Regions from separate parts of the Anser cygnoides genome. Here region 2 is linked to region 1. A link is a contact called in public Hi-C data. All regions are on one chromosome and are shown on one strand. The core of a region is the stretch at or near the end of the contact, and the rest is flanking DNA. Distances in the headings are between cores, read along the strand shown. Region 1 holds the start of VCPIP1 (valosin containing protein interacting protein 1). Region 2 holds the start of COPS5 (COP9 signalosome subunit 5).

Region 1 (2,746 bases), core at 228-2,727:
TCTTCGGGCTGGACTCCTATGACACCAGTCCTTCTGTAGAAATACTGATGCACGTCGGCGACAAGACTGGGATGAATACCGTGTTTGCTCATGAAAACCTCCTCCATGGCAGCAACCAGCCTCATCAAGTACTTATCTTGCAGGCTTCTGTCTCCTCCAATAACGCAACCGCCGTCCTCCTCTAACTTGATGTACTTTTTGATGAGGTCTTGAGGAACTCCCCAGGCTTTGGGAAGGAGCTTCCTAGGCAGTTTAGGTAAAGCAGCACCTTTTATTCCAACTAGAGGGATATAATGGTTACGCCCCGAACTACTCCACGCAATGCAGATCGGCTTGTTCAACATGCCGTCTTTCCCCATGCACTTCTCTAGGGGTACCAGGCCGGGGAGGAATGTCGCTGAATAATCCCCGGAGCTCCGCATTCCGCTCAGGGAGTCTAACAGGATGATAGGCCGGTGAAGCACGTTGGCCAGGCCGAAGATGTGGATGTTCCTGAGGCCCATCGGCACGCCTTCGGGAGGAACGAACAAGGGGTCGCACTCGTTGATGATGTCCTCCCACTCGGCTGCGTCGATAAAATCGTGGAAGAGCGCCTTGTAGTGGCTCAGGTTCTCCTCAAAGTGCTTCTTCAGGTTCTCCCGCAGCGCGTGCCAGAACAGCTCCCGGCCAACGAGCGCCCGCGAGACCGCGTGGACCAGGCAGTGGCCGTCCCCGTCCACGTGGACGGGGATGAGGCACTCCTGGCTGTTGTTGGCCTTCTTGATGTCCTCCAGAGTGTCGTGCAGGTAGACGAGGCTGCCCGAGCGGTCCTTGCCGTAGCCGATGGTTTCCACGTGCTCCGGCTCGATGAGGAAGGCGCGGTCGCCCAGCAGGGAGCAGTCAAAGATGTCTCCCTGGTTCATCTCCGTCAGCAGCTTGGCCTTGCCCGTCTGCTTGTCCATGCCGTAGCGGGCCAGGATGGGGGCCAGCAGCTTGCAGTGGTAGTTGGAGAGCCCCATGACTTTGACGAGCTCCGTGCTCCGGCGGGGCGGGCTGACGCCCAGCAGGGCGTTCCGCAGCAGGTTGTGCAGCACCACGTCGGGGTCCGTCACCTCCTCCACGGCCAGCAGCTGCCGCTGCTCGTGGCGCCGCCCGCAGTCCGTGCACTCGATGCTGCCGCCGCCCTGCGGCCCGGCGGCCGGGAAGAACAGCCGCGCCTGGCATTTGGGCTCGGGGCAGGTGCCCGAGAAGATGCGCCGCTCCCGCTTCTTGCCGCCGGCCGGCGGCGGCGCCGGCGCCTGCTGCTGAGGAGACGGCGGCGGCGGCGGCGGCTGCTGCTGGGGCTGGGACATCTCCGGCGCTGCGCTGCGCTGCGCTCCGCTCCCCGCCCCCCACCCCGGCCGCCGCAGCCCGGCTCCTCCTCACGGGCTCCCCGCCGCCGCCCGCCGCTGCCGCCCGCCGGCCCCCATCCGCCGCGGAAGCCGCCGGCACCGCCGCCGCCGTTGCCCGCAACGCAACGGCCGCTCGCACTTCCCCGCCGGCCGCGCAGGCGCCGCGCCGCCGGGGCCGTCGGGAAGGGGAGTCCCGGCCGGGAGGGCGGCCCCGCGGCGGGGAAGGGAGAGGGCAGGGCGCCGGGACTACGAGGGCCGTCGTGCAGCGCGGTCACGGGGAGAGCAGGGAGGGGAGAGCGGAGCCGGCTGCGCCGCCCCGCGGGGATTGTGGGAGTTGTAGTCTGCTGCCGGTGGGGAGCGCCCGTGGGGTCCGCCGGCGCTGCCATGGCGCTGACGCCGGGGCGGGGGGGGTGGCGGGGTCCAGCCGCCACCTCACCGCTGCGGGTGGCAGGCGGGGTGGCCTCACACCTGTGGGCAGCTCAGCGCCACACTGCTGCCTCACTGCCCCTCCTCACAGGAACAGGAGGAGAAAATACAATCGAAAAAGGCTCAGGGGGTGAGATAGGGACAGGGAGATCACCCACTAAGTACCATCATAGGCAAAACAGACTGAGCATAGGGAGATTAATATAATTTATTGCCTACTCATAACAGACTAGAGCAGTGAGAAACTAAAATCATACTAAAAACACCTTCCCCTCAAACACCCTCTTCTGCATCCTCCCCCCGAGGGGCACAGGGGAGCAGGGAATGGGGGCTGCGGTCAGTCCCTGTCGCTTCGTCTCCGCCGCTCCTTCACGGTCCCTCTCTGCCCCTGCTCCCCGTGGGGTCCCTCCCACGGGATGCCGTCCTGCCCGAACTGAGCCTGCGGGGGCTGCCCACAGGCAGCAGCTCCTCAAGAACTGCTCCCACACGGCTCCGTACCACGGGGTCCATCCCCCAGGAGCAAACTGCTCCAGCACGGGTCCCTCAAGAGTAGCAGCTCCCACCACATCCACCCGCTCCACCGGGGGCTCCTCCACGGGCTGCAGCGTGGAGATCTGCTCCGTGTGGGACCCGTGGGCTGCAGGGGGACAGCCTGCTCCACCAGGGGCCTCTCCACAGGCCGCAGGGGAACTGCTGCTGCCTGCCTGGAGCACCTCCTGCCCACCTTGTCCACTCACTGCTGTCTGCAGGGCTGGTTCTCTCACATTTTCTCACTCCTCTCTCCCAGCTGCTGTTGCACAGCAGATTTTTCCCTTCCTTAAATCGGCCCTCCCAGAGGCCCAACCAGCCAGCACTGGTCGCTGGCGCTGGCCAGAGGCAGGTCCCTTTGGAGCCGGCTGGAGCTGGCTCTGATCTGCCATGGGGCAGCTGCTGGGCTCTGCTCGCAGAGG
Region 2 (2,784 bases), core at 177-2,676, 150 kb after region 1:
TCCAGTGACTTGGTAAGGGTCCTTTAATTTTAGCTGGTTTATAATACTTCTGGGATTAAAGGAAAAACAAAGGATAAACTAGGCCTCAAACTATTTGAGCTTGGACAGTTAAGAGGGATTTCAATGCTTATTCATGGCGTAAGATTGCCCTGTACTGGAAGAAGCGTACCAGTAGGTACCCTGATATACCAGCATGCTGGTTTCTAGATCGGCCACAGAGCACGTTTGTATTTCTGTCACTCTTCTGCATGCAAGATTTTTTACGGCATGCTGAGGCTTAACCTGACATGTCTAGGAGTACAAGGTGAGGAAGTGGGGCCAGACTTTGAGTCGGTTATCTCAATATCTGAATTATAAATCTGGATAATTAGGTTGCACTGGAAGTTATTTATTCCTTCAGTGGCTTTTTCCTCCAAAAATGTGTTTTGTTTATAAATATAGAGAACAGCAGAGTTGCTAGGCAGTGAGACTTCAGAAAGCAAGAAGGTGCAAACAAGTATCATATTCCTGATCTATAAATAATAAAATATTTTGGTGAGAAAATTACTAAGTTATATTTAATTTCACATACTGTTTTTAGAGAAGACACGTCAGATATTTTAGAAACACGCTCCCTTCTTGTTCCACTGACAAGCCACCAGCTGCAGCCACAGAAACACCTCCTGAGCAAGACGAGTCGCGAGGAAGGAGCAACCCAAGTTGTGAGGAAGGAGCAACCCAAGTTGTGAGGAAGGGAAGCAGTCAGGCACCTGCTGACCTCCAGACATGGAAACCAGCGTGCTCAGGGGCCGTGCTGCTGCCCTGCCGCAGCTCCCCGGCCACGTTAGGGCAGGCACACGGCGACCGGGCCGCCGGAGCAGCACGGGGAGCGGGCAGGGGCTCGCATGGCAGCCGTGCGGGCGGCGGGGAGCGGCTTTTACCTGCTTGGCGTTCTCGATGTACGCCGCCATGTACTCGTAGGCGGCCGCCTGCGCGTTGACGCGGGTCTCGGTGCCCTCCACCGGCAGGGCGAAGCTGTCCATGATGATCATGGTCTCGCCGTCCACCTTGCCCAGCATGAGCCCCATCACCTCCAGGTTGCCCCCGGACCTGGCGTGCATCACCATCTTGAGGAGGGCCAGCGCCGAGATCTTGCAGTACTTGAAGTAATGGTGGCTGAAAGAGACGGGCCGCCGGGGCGCTCAGCGACGGCCCCGGCCCCGACCGAGCCCCGGCCCCTCGCCGCCCACCCGCCCCGCGGCCCCGCTCTCTCTCACTCCTTGGTCCAGGGCTTGGCCGCCAGGATCTCCTGCTGCTGCTTGCGGTCGTACTTGTAGATCTCGTCGATGCTCTGCGCCTCCTGCATGTTGTTGGCCAGCTCCCACGTCTTCTGCGCCATCACGCTCCCGGAGCTGCCGCTCCCCGCCCCGGCCGCCGCCGCCATCTCCCCCCCCCAGCTCCCGGCCCGGCCCGGCCCGGCCCGGCTCGGCCTCACCCCGGCCGCCGGCGGAAGCAGGAGCCGCTGGGGGAGCACGGAGGAGCGGCGGAGCCCTGCGCCCCCAGCGGGCGGCGGCCGCGGCGGGCTGCCCGTCCTCGCTGCGGGGCCCGCCGGAGCCGCAGGGGGCGCTGCCGGCCGCCGGCCGCCGCTTTCCGGGGAGGCGGCGACGGGCGCGGAGGGCGGCCGCCGGTGAGCGGGGCGGCGGGGCCGGGGGTCGGGCACCCCCCCGGTGGTGGTGGTGGTGGTGTGGGGGGGCCGGGGAGCTGAGCAGGGCTCGGGCGTCCCCGGCCGGGGGGCAGCGGGCCCTGGGCGGCCTCCCGGGGGGAGCCGCTGGGTGCGCGGCCGTTGCTTGACAACGGGGCGCCGCGCCGGGAGGGGGCTGCCCCGCAGCGCCTCAGGGTGCCCCGGGCCGGGTTTGGTTTGGTTTGCTTGGGTTGGATTTGGTTGGGTTGGGTTTGTTTTGGTTTGGTTGGGGTGGCAGCAGCAGGCCGAGGGAGGGGGAGAGGCGTTGCGCCGAGCTGCCGCGGTGGGAGAAATAAACCTCTTCTGTCCCCGAAGGTTTCCCCAAATCGTTTTCTTTTCGGCCCAAAAGACGGGTTCTGGAGGAGGTAAACTCTTAGGGCGAGAGGAGATAACTCGTGAGGCTTGCCGGCTTGATGCTTTGATCATTAATTCCCTTCCTAGTTACGAAACACGTTGTTTTTAATTGGAGTTTATTCGTGAGCATCCAGACCGTGGGTGTTTTGTGCTTTTTCAGATAAGAATCAAAAAGAAAGGAAGGTGAAAGATACACAAACCATCCTTCTGACAGCGAGAGGTTCTTCTGCATGCTACTCAAAGGGAGAGAGAAGCAGCCAGTGCTGCCTGGCCTCAGGGTTCAGGAGGCGCGGGGGAAACTTTGAAAAATATTTCTGAGGGAAACAATTATGAGGCCATGTAACCTGTAAGTAAAATTACCGCACACGACATATAGTAGCTTGTTTAAAACACTTCACTTCCCTGCTGCCCTTGCTGCAGTTTATATGGAAGGGAATTGCCTCGTCTGGCTTTCCTGATGCACAAAATAGGCAGGATCTGCCTAAATAACATGGGCTGATTTCACGTCTTCTGCCCCACTTCCTTGAACAAATACAAGAGAAAAAGAAAGAGTAAAAAGGTGAATATTTCTTTAGGTGATAAAATATACACAGTATGCAAACAGATACAATACACGCAAAATAATACATATGCTAATAGGTGTTTTGAATGTCTTGAATGCAGACATACATTATTAATTGTGTTTGGGTGTAGATCCAGTATCCATCTCT

What was found. Hi-C and Micro-C count contacts between places; a contact is called where the count stands out from the background.
Region 2: a contact with region 1 is called in a Hi-C map of granulosa cells, with 2.1 times the contacts expected there. The contact joins the promoter of COPS5 here to the promoter of VCPIP1 in region 1. A contact is called at or near these places in 3 of 7 Hi-C or Micro-C datasets (granulosa cells and liver).

What each region holds. Positions count from the first base shown.
Region 1 is chr2:127,226,762-127,229,507 of Taihu_goose_T2T_genome, forward strand. VCPIP1 (valosin containing protein interacting protein 1) reads right to left here and starts at 1,478. Exons shown (of 3, transcript XM_013172546.3): 1 at 1-1,478. The coding sequence starts at 1,331.
Region 2 is chr2:127,373,905-127,376,688 of Taihu_goose_T2T_genome, forward strand. COPS5 (COP9 signalosome subunit 5) reads right to left here and starts at 1,427. Exons shown (of 8, transcript XM_048061781.2): 1 at 1,257-1,427; 2 at 921-1,155. The coding sequence starts at 1,423. CSPP1 (centrosome and spindle pole associated protein 1) reads left to right here and starts at 1,566. Exons shown (of 30, transcript XM_066993065.1): 1 at 1,566-1,666; 2 at 2,235-2,420.